Linked DNA regions of Mus musculus: region 2 is linked to region 1. The links are chromatin contacts, called in public ChIA-PET maps. All regions are on one chromosome and are shown on one strand. The core of a region is the stretch at or near the end of the contact, and the rest is flanking DNA. Distances in the headings are between cores, read along the strand shown. Region 1 has its middle 15 kb from the start of Gm24382. Region 2 overlaps Mbnl1 (muscleblind like splicing factor 1).

Region 1 (6,863 bases), core at 3,097-5,596:
CTCCAAGAGGATGTATAAATTATTACTCATGTTACCAACTGTTAGGGGTTCTGCAGTGGAAATAACCTTGGAAAGTGAATGTCCAGAAATCCTGCAAAGATTCCACTTTACAGCAGATCTATTGTTAGATATTTATTGGGATGAGGGGAGCAAGAGGCCTTCTCAGAGCTGGGACAAGGGAGAGAGAGAATCAAAGAGACAAAGAGAGCAAGTGAGACAGAACTATAGAGCAAGAGAGCAGACAGTGATGGCAGGGAATTTCTAAAGGGCACACATCATATTTGGCTGCTGCTGCTGCTGCTGTGACTGCTGGCACTGAGTTACTGGAGTTGGGCTGGGGTTAATACCAACAGTACTTTGATTTATTAAAATTCCCTAATAAATTTTCTTTTCTTGGGCTTATTCTGACATTCACCAAGGAAGGAAGACTGCACAATCTCCCTTAAGTGATTAAGTTAATATGATATATACCATGCATATTATTACAATAATGAATAGGAAAAAATAAATAGCTTGTTTCTATATTTTATAGGTAAAAAGACAAAAAGGAGAAATTGGAGATATTTCATATTAATCCTTGAGTCTTTTTTATGAGGTTGAAATTTTCAAAAGAGGCTTAATATAAAAACCAGGACATAAGAGGAGGCAAGAGGCAGGGGCCAGTACTTCAATATATCTGCTGGAGGGAATGGGCCCTGTACTTTGAAAATGTTACTGATGTTTCCATTACACTGTTTTTGTGTGACCTGCAGAGGAAAACACAATCTGAGGTACCTGAAACCTGTCAGTGCCTCAGCCCTAAGCCATTAACAGCCTCTTCCCCTCCTCTCCAAAAATGAGGTAGCATCTACATCAGAAATGAGAACCAAGAAGGACACTTCTGTCTACTGTGAGCAGACACCCTCTCATCATCGTGAAAATTTCTGCAGACCCTTCCAATGGATCAGGACAAGAAGTCCAAAGCATGGTTTGCAGAGTAGGGCCTGTTATAGGGAACCTGTCAGGAGGCCAGCACAGTTCAAGTGAGGGCTTTGACTCTCACCCCTGACATGAAATGAAAGCAGCCAATGTCCTCTTACTGAATCATCTCATTAGCCAGGAGCTGACTGCTCCAACAAGATGAGCACACATTGTCTCTGGAACACTGGACACACACACATTCCACTCTTTTTGAAACTCGTTTCTGTTATTGCAAGACATTTCAAATATTTTAACTTTCTGGTTAAAAGGGAAAACCATTACAGCTGTTAATTAAATGTCATTTGTGTTAAACAATTGAAGGTTTGTAAAATTACTATTATTTATATTTGACTGCAAGGTTTATGATATCTATCAGGAATGTGAAATCATGATCAGGAGTCTCTGAGCTATTTTTGAACATAAAGATCTTTCTTTATGATTGATAACTGTGATAATCAAACCCCTTGTTAGCTTCACTGGATTTGGAGATACACTCATGGATGTGTCTGTGAACATTTCCAAAGAGATTCAGCAGCTGGGGAGGGGAGGACCCACTTTGTAGATGCCAACTTCCTAGGGGTTGAGGGACCAGAATGAATTTCAAGTGGTGTGTGTGTGTGTGTGTGTGTGTGTGTGTAAATGAAAGAAATCCTACATACACCTGTGTTCACCTCTTGGTGCATCTTGACCAGACACCTCAAGTTCTCAACTCCATCTCTGTGCCTTGACTGGAACATGAACTACCACACACACCCCTCTTTAAATTGCTCCTTGTCAGGTCCTTTGTCACAGCCACAGGAGAACTAACCCATACAGTAGTGTCATGTGTCCATCATTAATATATTGAGACTATTTAATTACATGTTTTATGAAGTTATCAACTATTAATCATTAGAATCCCTCTACAATATCATATTATAATAATTCAGTACAGCCAGGAAATATGACATGTTTACACAGACCTTGGTGGATGGAGATGCCATGATTCTAAGGTTTACCTTGACAGGAAACAAAGCGTCATTATACTTTTCATAGGCCTCGCTGTGAGTCACGAGGAGAGAGAGTTTAGGGTAATGGTTTGTAAAGGTGATTCTAGGGAGATTGTCTGCAACACATCTGTCAGCCTGTGGAAATGTGCAGGTCAGAATTCATCTGGACCCACTGAGTCAGCAAGAACCTTTGGAAGTGACCGGGAAAGTGTAGTGGTAATGGGGCTTCCAGAACAGTCTAACTCAGGTAGTGCTTGAGCAATATGGGTCTGGAGATAACACTTTGTAATATGGCTTGGATGTGTCTCTAAACCTCATGTGCTAAGTAACCCAAAACACAAGTATAGTGGGGGGCACCTTTCAAAAGTGACATGAGAAAGCTGCCCTTTGAATGAACTAATGACAGTATTATCAGAGTAAGTTAGTTATTATCAGAGAAGGGTCCTGATCAAAAGGGGGTTCAGCAGCCCCCTTCCTGTCCCTACTACACATAATTTCTTGCCTCTTTATCTTTTTCCACAGGAAAGTGAAGATCAAAGGCCCTCAACAGATGTATGCATTTGGGCCCCCAGAACTATTTAAAATAATAATAATAATAATAATAATAATAATAATAATAACAACAACAACAACAAAGAAGGAGCTCATATACAATGTCAGGTATTCTTTCACATCCTGGTGCCCTGTGTCAGCATGAGCTGTCTCCTGTGTGAAAACATCTGGAAGCTCTATGCTTCCTTAGATTTTTTAAAAGAAGGTCAATGAGAGCCAGCTGTCCTGTAATTCTCAGACCAGATCATGTTGAAATATCAGTGTCCCAAGAGCAGAGTCTGCAGGCATCTTTTGAGCAGGGGGCTGAGGTGAGAGAGCAGGGCAGGTAGTGAGACTCCATTGAGTCTCTGGTCATGGCAAGAATGAAAAGAAACATCTGGCAACATACTAGTACAGCCATGCAGAGTAGCAAATCCTTAACCTAGTGTGTGTCCAGCATCCCACATGTTCTCCTGTTAGGACAAAGAGGGACTTTATTACAAAGGATGGAAACTTAGTCCAGAATTCTTTTATGGAGAACTTAATTGAGAAGATGATGCTAATTCACCAGCAAGTCATCTTTATTCCAGGTCACTAGCTGACTTACAGTATTGACAATTTGGACTATTTTGTGCAGGTGTGAAAACATCTACACGTTTCTCTGGGCAATCTTCATGGCAAAACAGCACAAGAGGAAATATTTAAATTAACTCCATGGGGTCCATGACACAACTCATAAGTTTATTATTGAAAAATATGTTAGAATATTTTCTTAATTATTTAAAATTATTTAGAATATTATTCTAAATTCCCATTATCATCAAATAGCCTGCTGAGGACTTGAAATGTTTTTGCTATCTGGGACATTGCACTGACAAATCAAGACCACAAGAGGGGAGTAAAAGCATGTAGCTTGTCTTTATATTGCAGATACTTTGGGTGGTTGGTGCAGAGTTTGCTAGTTTGATCAAGATTTGTAAATGAAGAAAATATCTAATAAAAAATGAAAAAAAAAGATTTGTATTCACAGAGACCTTACTCATTTGTAAATGAAATAACAGCCATAAACATTTAAAAATTAATGCACACATTATTATATTGTTTATTTCCATCAAGACTGTTACATGATAACTTATTAAAATGTGATTCTGGAATATTGTTCAATTAAGCAACAAGTTCACCTTAACGTCATTGTCTTTTAGGTTCATGAAAGTGTCTTTCAACATCCATTCACAAGCGTGGGCTTGCACCGTGATAGACTGTGCAGATGCGTGTGGTCACCCTGGGAAGTCTGAGTAAATAAATAAAATTAGCTATAACTATGACAGTGGGCAAGGAGGATTTGTTTAGGCACGTTTATAAGATATTTTCATTTTGTTTCAAGGCACGATCCTGAAAACTCCAGGGTGTTGGCATTTAGTTCTTTACTTTGAGTAAAATTCCTCCAATCATGAGGATTTCATTGTGATGATTAAGATGCTATTTTGTATCTTCTTGAAATTTTTAGCAGTTTTTGAACATGACAATCTGCTTGTAATTTTCAACAAAGCCCCACACATCACACAGCGCGGCCTGATGACAGCTCCAGTTGTTCAGCAGTGCAGGGCCTCAGCTCCAGCTTATGTCCTCCCTTTAGCCTTGTTCTAGTCGAATCTTGGTTAGGGTTCCATGCATAAAGAACACATAAGGACACTAGGCATACCTCGTATACATAAGGCCTTATGCAGAATCCGCAGCAACCCTAAAATGAAATAACATAAAAGCAACTTATATTTTGTAACTTCAATTATGGCAAGTATCCATGGAGTCCCAGGCCAGGCCTTGTCCTTTGCCCTCCTAGCCTTGATTCCCTGGCATGAGTCAGAGTTGGTTAGCTGCTCCCCCCTCTTGAAGGCCTCTGGACTTGAGTGAGATGCAGCACCATACATTTTCTTTCAGATGTGTCTTGGAAAATGAGTTCTTGTAACTGCCCTAACTGCCTTGCGTCTCTTACTTAGCTCTCTTATACCCACAAGCTGGGTGTGAACTTGAGGTTTGGCCCTTCCTGTCCTAGGTCTGCATAAGGGTTTAGACTTACAAAGTTTCAATTCTTGGTCTCTGTTGTTTTGTTCTCAGTTGCTATGAAAAACAAATAAAATAGGAACAAATAGAGTCTCAGACAGTGGCCAGCCACATCATTTATAATATCAAAAATTTTACTCAAAAGTTGTAGACTTTGAGATTTGAATGTTTTTATGAGAAGCAGGCTAAGTGACCTCAGTTCTCTGAAAATATCAATCATCCCATCAATAGGAGAGATGTGTTTCATCCAGGGAATGTAGTGAGTATTTCTTCTGTACAGAAACTGATACATTCTGCTGAAGGACGAGTTACCTGGACAGTCCAAAACCTTGAGAGAGGTCCTGGGTGGAAAAAAGGGACTCAGGACAACAGTAAAATACAAGATTCATGGCTGAAGACATAGTTCAGCTGTTATGAGTATTTACTGCTTGTACAGATGACCCCGTGTTCAGTTTCTATCACCCACATGGCTGCTAACAACCGTCTATAACTCCAGTTTCAGACAAGCACCTGGGATATTTTTTGGTGAGCCTACATACATGGAGTATATGCAGACATACACACAAATTAAGTGTAAATATGATAAAAAGCAATTTAGATAAGACAAGTTATTATGAAGTAGTTACAGATGGATGCTATGGAGTCACCCAGAAAGGCACAGCTGTATCAGGGTCCTTTCAGCAAAATCTTGCTAGTGTATGCAATGGTGTCAGCATTTGGAGGATGATTATGGGATGGATATGGCAGTCTCTAGATGGTCCATCCTTTCGTCTCAGCTCCAAAATTTGTCTCTGTAACTCTTTCCATGGGTGTTTTGTTCCCATTTCTAAGAAGGGACAAAGTGTCCACACTTTGGTCTTCGTTCTTCTTGAGTTTCATGTGTTTTGCAAATTGTATCTTGTATCTTGGGTCTCTTGTGAGGCTAAGCCGGGGCCTAGCAAACACAGAAGTGGATGCTCACAGTCAGCTATTGGATGGAACACAGGGCCCCCAATGGAGGAGCTAGAGAAAGTAGCCAAGGAGCTAAAGGGGTCTGCAACCCTATAGGTGGAACAACAATGTGAACTGACCAGTACCCCAAGAGCTCGTGTCTCTAGCTGCATATGTAGGAGAAAATGGCCTAGTTGGCCATCAGTGGAAAGAGAGGCCCATTAATCTTGCAAACTTTATATGCCTCAGTACAGGGGGATGCCAGGGCCAAGAAGTGAGAGTGTGTGGGTAGGGGAGTTGGCGGAGAGGGTATGGGGGACTTTTGAGATAGCATTGGAAATGTAAATGAAGAAAATACCTAATAAATTAAAAAAGCATCAAAAAAAAGACAGAAAAGAAAAGCACAGCTGGCACTGAGCAATAGCATCTGGACATTGTAGTGGGACTTTCTGGTGGACAATAAGAAAACATTGGATGAATGTGAAAAAATGACTTCAAACAAAGGCAAAATCAATTGAAAGGCCACTGAACTATCTCAGGTACCAGGATAAGGGCTTTAACTAAGCAAAGGTCTGCAGAGGAGGAAAAATAAAGCATAAATAGAAGACGTAAATAGAAGAAAGCAATGGCCAGTTAGAAGCAGAAGAAAACAGATCTGACAGTTACAGCAAGAAATTAATTCCAAAATACCTTTCATATGACAATAATTTTATAATTTACATTTTGTTCATGTTAATCCATCTTTGCTCAACTATCAAACAGTCAACCTACACTTATAGATATTGTTATATAATACATACACGTGTGTAGGAGTATATAAGGTGCACTTATATAATAAGATACACTTATATAATATAGTTAATATTTGATACAGAAATGTCTGCCATTTGCCAAATGTCATTGCTTAAAATTCTGGAAATTTCCTGAGGAAAGTCTATTTAAAGTAATTGTGAACAGAATAATTACATTAAATTCTAATTTAATATCTGTAATTCTAATTAACCCATCAAAGATTTTATTCTGTGCTATGGGAATGTAGATGAATTTTAAGCTGCAGTGTCATAGTCATCAGACAGGTGGAGATAACCCAAAGAAAGTGGTCCAAAATTTGTCAGTTTTCTAAATATGGTACGTGAATGTTCATTGATTCAGTGTTTAGATGCTGAATTATCTCTAGACAGTACCTACTTGGAAAATGAGCTTTTCCAGGAACCAGTTTAGTTTTATGTAAGTGTCCTCTGTAGAGTGTCTTCCTGCTATCTCTGACATGTTCCCTCCCTACACTGCTGACACCATTGCCCTCAGCATAGAGGGAGATCTTCTGAAGAGATGCCAGCTGTAGCCTCTGCCTGTGTCTTAGGCAGCAGGTTTGCAAGCCACATGCCACTCATG
Region 2 (6,863 bases), core at 2,397-4,896, 470 kb before region 1:
GACACAGCCAAAGGCATCTGAAAGAGTCCAGACCACAAGAGGAACAGAGAGGGAGAGAGGGAAGCTGAAAGAGGGAAGCCCAGGAGTTGGAGTTTAAAGCAGGAGGTAGGATCAGAAGCGCTGAAAAGAGCCATGAATAGTTGTGCTGCTATACTGAAAGAGCCTAAAGGCCAGCACTGGTTTTGGTTGGTCAACAGTCAACACCCATTGGCCATTTGTCCCTTGACATTGACAGGAAATGGCTCCTTTGGTAGAGAGAATGAGCGCCATATTTTGGGAGAATGGAGCTTCCTAAAACCTGATACTATAAAGAGAAATGACTTTGCTACCCCTGCCACGTATAAATTTCAATTCTCTCCATTACGAACAGATACACTTTTAAAAAACAAAATTATGGGACTCAATGATTCTGTGTTTGTATCCATGCTCAGTAAAAGAAGCTAAAGTTTGTGATTCATTGAGATGACAGTAGAGACTGGCAATACTTTATTACCAATTTTCTAAATTTTCCTTGCCTACCAAAATAGAATTGGAATGAATTCCTCAGAATTTTCAAAATGTGCTCTACTATGAGCCTATGAGGTGGGGGTGGGAAGGGACAGACATTCAGCTCGCCTCGTGCAACTGTGTGCTATTTCTCATTGCTTCCAATTACGATGCCAACACCTCATTGGTCAATTTGCTTTTCTGGCTCTCACATATACTCTGTAACGCCCTGAAGTGTGTAAGGGTGTTTTCTTGGAGACTGTCATGGTGCTCATGCCTGGCCCATGCTTAACAGTATGCTATAAAAGCAAAACAATATCGACAAGAGCTAAAGGCAGCGAATAAGTGAGTCCTTCAAGGTGGTCAGCTCTCCTAGACTTCTGGAGCTAGATGAAAAGTTATGATCCCTTGATGATAGTCTAAGGTCCAAAGAAGCAAGTGTTCTAATGCAAATGACAAGGTCAAAGGGAGGAATGCTCATTGGTATGAGAAGTTGGAAAAAAGAAATGGAAATGTAGGAGAAAGGCAGGAATTCAACAGTAGCTTTGAATACTGAACAAATCTGAAACAGTAACCCAGCACACACTTCCATGAAGACATTATTTTTTAAACACGGACCGCTCTTCTTCATTTTGATTCCTTAAAACTGATATGGGGATAAATTCTAATAGTGGGGTTCAAAGAAGCAAAAATAGGAACATAAATTTAAAAACTAATCCTGCACTTTCCTACCTGTGACTCTGTTGTACTTATTACTTAGTCCTTTGCCCCTCAGTGTCCTCATGAACAAAATGGTAATAACTATATTATCTATCTACTAAGGCAACAAGGGTACATTTCAGTGAAATTTTGTGGGCAGCCCTTGGTTCAGCATGCAGCAGTGGGAGAATGCCAGGAGATGTGGCAGTGTTTATGGTAGGCAGGTTTATCTGCATTTGTTGGATGCTTTCAGTCTCAGTCTGGAAACCTTCAGGCTGTTCTGCCTCAACCGGAACTTTATACAAAGTACGGTTTTCTATTCTACTCTGAAGAGGTCTAGACAAGGATATTTTGGTCCTGTCCTAAAACTCTTTCACAAAGGAGTCCAATCTGATAAGATTGTTACTGATGGTTGGCTATGTTTCCCTAATATAAAAAGAGAAACAGCATTTCATTTCCAAACACTTGATTTCACCCTAAATACCTAAATGTTACAGGTGAGCTTATATGCATGTGCATATGTGCACCAGGGCTTGTGTGTACAGAGGAATGGCATCAGTGTCTCATGGCATAATAGGGTGTGTGTAGAGACTGAGCGCCATTCAAGATCTAAAAATATGAAAAATACATTTCCTATCAATATGGGAAAACAAATGCAACTAAATTAGGCTAGCAACAAGAAAAAGTATACCATTACATTTTATACCACACACCTGTTTCTAGACCCTTTGAAACTCATTGCCTGCTCACCTTCATCCTTCATCATTCAATTAGAACATGTTTGGTGATTAAGAAAGCTCTTTAATAATTCAGCTAATTTATCTGTCACAGAACTGTAGGTCAGCAGATGTACTTCATGTGTACCTGACGAAACCATCAGTAAAGGGTCCAGATGTACAGCTGTCTAGCCTGCTGCGTCTGGAGCTATAACCCTGCCCATTTTGGAGACATTGATTTTCCTCCTCTCCCTAACAGTACTTGCAAGCAGTAATGCTCAAAGTCAGACTGGCTTGGATAAAGATGTAACAGCAGGAAATCTGACAATTCCCAAAACGAGAGATCTGCTCTCAGCACGGGAACTGCTGGAGAATACAGAAGGAGGCTGGCTATGTTGCTGCTCTGAGCTATTAGACAGGGTTGGTGAGGGTTAAAAATCCAAAGATCAGAATTCTACTGATGACAGAATGATGCTACAAACCTTTCTGCACTAATTTCTCAAGTGCTGTTTGTATAGTCTGGTTATGAAAAGAACCTTGATAATTCGGTGTAGTGTATCCCCCAGATCTCTAAACATTCCTAAATGGACAAATCCCCTCCACTTCATCAGGGTTGCTGTCTACCTGAACAAACAAAGACACACTGAGGCAGACAGACAAGGAGGTGTGCAAGGCCAACTCAGAGAGCTTTAATTTTCCTCTTAAGCAGCAACACGGTTAATTATGTCATGAATCTTTGGTATTCTTTTAAATATTTAAAACCAGACAGCTAAAGTATAGATTTATAAATAATCTAAAAGAATTCTACTGACCACAGAATGATGCTCAAAGCTTGTGGCTCTGAGCACACTTCACTCCACAGATGTTATAGCCCACCTCATCTCCACTACTTTCTGAATTCCTCTGTACAATGGGCTTTTCAGATGATTCAACAGTTTATTAGTTGATAACACATTTTATTTTTCTTAGACTACTGGAGATAATGCATAAGTCCTATCAACCTATAAAATATGAATATTTATACACATACTGGTGCTATAATTATTCAGAAAGCATGTGGATTAGAAGAGTAAAATGAAACCTGATTGAAATACTCAGCTATAAAAGTTTCCTACGACTTCTGATAAAAGGGAAAAAAAAATCCAAAAATGCCATGGACCAATTCAGAAAGGAACACCTTTTCAGAACATCTGCAGTGGTGCAGAGTAGCTAAAGTGAGTGGCTACAATTACTCTCTACTAAACAGGCATGGCTTCTTAGAGGGAAGTAGTTATTTTATCCTTGAGCATTCTAATTTTTACATTACAACTTTCATACTGAAAGTCTTTACCGCAGACAGGCTCCTTCTTTCCAAGGATTTGCTTTGTTAGCTTTCATCTAATAGCAATTCTGCATCCAACACCAACTGCCGTACTGCTTTGTGTGCGGTGCAGGGTTATGCTACTGCAGGGCTCTAAAAATAGCAAAGGCAAAAAATAAAGACGTCCACCGTCGCCTGGAATAGCTTAAAAACTGAAGCTTTCAGATAAACCTCTCTGAAATTATTTTACAAGACATAACACCTGATTCCTTGCTATAAAACAGCTCCTCCTTCGTTATATAATATTGAAATCACCCTAGAGATTCATAGTTCTCTTTAGAACTACAGCCTATTAAAGTTATACTAAGTCTGGGGAGGAGTCAGAACCCAAGCCGCATGGGCCTGCTGTGTCTGTTTACCTAATCTATTTTTATAACACTGCAGTAGCCAAATCCAACTTACCCAGTACCTGCTTCAACATTGTGCACCACACTGATTCAAGAGACAGTATGTGTACGATGAGCAAAGAAAACTGTGTTTCTGATATATCAGTCTAGCTTATTCTGTTACAGTCAAGAATCACCCAGAACCCTGCTTAAATGGATTTGGGGGATTTTCAAACACTGTTTTCTTTCTTTCTTGCTTGCTTGCTTGCTTGCTTTCTTTCTCTCTCTCCCTTTCTCTCTCTCTCTCTCTCCTTCCTTCCTTCTTTCTCTCTTTTGTCCTTCCTTCCCTCCTTCCTTCCTTTCTTCCTTTTCAGTTAAGAAAGGCTGTCACCTACTTGTAAGCTCAGACAAAAATACCAATCCTCACTGGCTTCTTGACACAGGAAGGGTGTCGAGAAAGACACATAATTGCCACAGCAACCAACCACGAAAACACAGTACAGAAAATTAACAAATGAAATCAACCCTGGCCCATGAACATGTTTCCTGTCAAAGAGCACAGTTAAGTCTAACTTTTACTATGTGAAGCATTTCTGACAATTCCATATACCCAAGAAAAATAGGCTGGAGAGTACTAGCAGAATAGAATTTGCCAATTAAAAAACGTTGCCATAGAAACTGAATTTAATATATTCTAAGACAAATATGAACAGGTTATGCTATCTCTTCCATCATTTACACTTGGACATAAAACGTGAAAAAAAAAAAAAAAAACACGATCACAGAAAAAGGTGTAGCTCCCTGAGGGAGCATCAAACACATTCTCTTATTCATAGGAAAACAACCAAAAAAATGAGCAATGTACTGTTCCTTGCATTTCTTGGAGGTTAATCGACTAATATACCACTGCAGTGTGTGGTATGATATTTTCCCATGAAATTGAGCTCTTTTCTTCCAAAGCACTTTATAAAAGTGTCCAGAGAGTAGTCCTTTAGAACCACCCTGCCTCCAGGGAAAGATCACTACAGAGTATTCTTTGACATTCTAAACATTCTAAATACCACATGTTAAAAATATTTTGAGTGTATCACTCTATGTTCCTGACTGATGACTCAAGGCATTAAACAACATAGAACAGGCCAGATGACCATGGACATCCCCAGGATGGGATATGGTGGACTACTCTGTCTTTTTTATTACTATTTTACTAGCACAGACCATGACAAAAATGCTAGACAGAGACATGGTGCATAGTCACTGGGTAGTGAACAACACTGAGAGGATGGACACGCTAACTTGCTTAATTTAACTCATGCATGTGGAATTCAGACCACACTATTACACACCACCTCAAAAAACAACTGGAAATTGTCAACAGCTTTATAAGTATAAGGCTTCAAACTCTTCATGATATACCTGTATCCCAGAACACATGCAATTCTCTGTACAGCAACGTGCACCAAAGAGCTGTCTTTAGGAGGACTGTAAACAAGCTTGGTATAAACAAGCTTGGAGGCGTTGCTTGGCTGTTTGTTCCAAGGCAGCAGCTCTTCCAGAGAGATGAGAAACCTCTGTTGATCTGGTAACAATGGATCCTTCAGAGGAGCTCAGCTAGTGCAATACAATGTATCCCCTACTCATGAAACAGTACTTCTCTGTGGGCAAACTTTACAGATTTCTTCTATTTTCAGAATAATATCTGGCTCTGCACAGGACTTACTAACAGTTCTGAAGCAAGCGTTTACATATGGTGTCACTCCTAAGACATAAGACATGTGGCATTAGATAATTTGGCAGACCCTTAGCACCTTTTAACCACAGCTGTGTCTTCACAAGGGACTTGGTGTACTTTGAAGAATCCCAGGTATCGGTTGGTACTAAATTCTACCCCCTTTTACAATCTGTTGGTAATCAGGGCTCACTGATATCAAGAGCAGAGACAAGAATCTGCATGGGTAACTGAGGAGCTATGGGGAACAGTGCAGACACTGGTGCCAAATCCGAAGGCTAGGGCTACCTTCTAGGAACCTTTGCTTCTTTTGTCCAGGGCAGCCACCAAGCAGCTCTAGGCTGTGAGTCAGTGCGTCCTTGCCATGTAACTGAGAAGCAGTCCTCTAGAATGAGGCAACTTAGAGTTGTGAGGACACCTTGTAAGTATGGAATGATCCTTGAGGGAAAGTCCTGTTTCCTTGTCCAGAACGCACAAACCAGCAATAAAATGGAACTGAACACAATGCTCAAAGATAAGGAAAGCTGACTTTAAGAGATAAGGAAACACCAGGGGAAGACTAGCCCTTGCTCGAGCACTGATGCAGCAAGGAGAAATATCAGAACAGACGCGGCCTGTGAGCTTCCTGCCATGGAAGACAACGTGTAACACATGGGAAGCGCCGTAAAGTTAAAACGAGCCTCATCCGTGTTAGATTTTTAACATTTCCTTTTCTTTTCCATACTTCAGATTACTTGAAGATCTAGAGGCAGAGAAACCCTAGCTCCATTTTATCTCTCATTATTCTACCCAGCACAATGTGCTTTCTCTAGCTTTTGTCCCCTTTGATGCTACATGACCTGACATCAAACAAGCAACAACTACTGGATGTACAATATATGTTTTTGTATAGTTTATTAGGATTTTGGCAAAGAAAAAGTTTCCTTTGGTTTTATAACTTCTTGAACATATTTAATTTAGCAATGGATCAGATGAGTGGAAAGCTAGCTTCCTTTCCTCTCCCACCATTTGTCTGATATCAGAGAGAGAAAATGGAAGGAGGCCCTGATTGCCAAGTAGGGTGAAAGATGAAGGACTTGGTGCACAGGCTTGCTGACTTGGTTATCATCACTTCTGCTCACTAAACATGCCTAAATATACTTTCCTTGTAGAAAGTAAGGTAGGGCTAAGTTACACTAACTACTTCGTTACTTAAAGTGGTCAATTAACAAACATACCACGGAAGTCCCTAGAAACCCTGCTTCCTGCACTGAAGCAGATTAGGATGTCAGAAGAACAGAGACTGATTCAACAACCTCTTGACAAGAAATAACAAAAGTTTTCATCCACCTTGTGAAAAGAAACCCTGGGCTTTACAATCCCCACCTTAAGTGCACGGATCCCCATGAAACAGAGAGGTCCCTGACCTGCTCCTTCCCAGGTAACAGCAATGCTCCAAAGACACATGGTCTGCTCTCAACCCAAGCTTTTTACAAACAAATTGGGATGTAGCTGGAATTCAGACTTCCCCTTTATATAATACAAATGGGCTTCAAAGACTCTAGTTT

What was found. ChIA-PET counts read pairs in DNA pulled down with a chosen protein or histone mark.
Region 2: an RNA polymerase II ChIA-PET map of effector CD8 T cells shows a contact between it and region 1, with 6 read pairs. The contact joins two enhancer-like sites. A contact is called at or near these places in 1 of 39 promoter capture datasets (cranial neural crest) and 2 of 115 datasets of contacts at active chromatin or transcription factors (effector CD8 T cells and embryonic fibroblasts).

Annotation. Positions count from the first base shown.
Region 1 is chr3:60,108,969-60,115,831 of GRCm38.p6, reverse strand. No RefSeq gene overlaps it. Among named protein-coding and RNA genes, the nearest start is that of Gm24382, 15 kb to the left of the region's middle. Within about 2 kb of position 4,346, at least 20 of the 459 cell types and tissues checked have an H3K27ac peak or open chromatin away from gene starts, as enhancers often do. A contact at or near this core is called in effector CD8 T cells, where this site is marked.
Region 2 is chr3:60,573,319-60,580,181 of GRCm38.p6, reverse strand. The region is part of intron 2 of Mbnl1 (muscleblind like splicing factor 1); the gene reads right to left. Among named protein-coding and RNA genes, the nearest start is that of Mbnl1, 76 kb to the right of the region's middle. Within about 2 kb of position 3,646, at least 86 of the 459 cell types and tissues checked have an H3K27ac peak or open chromatin away from gene starts, as enhancers often do. A contact at or near this core is called in effector CD8 T cells, where this site is marked.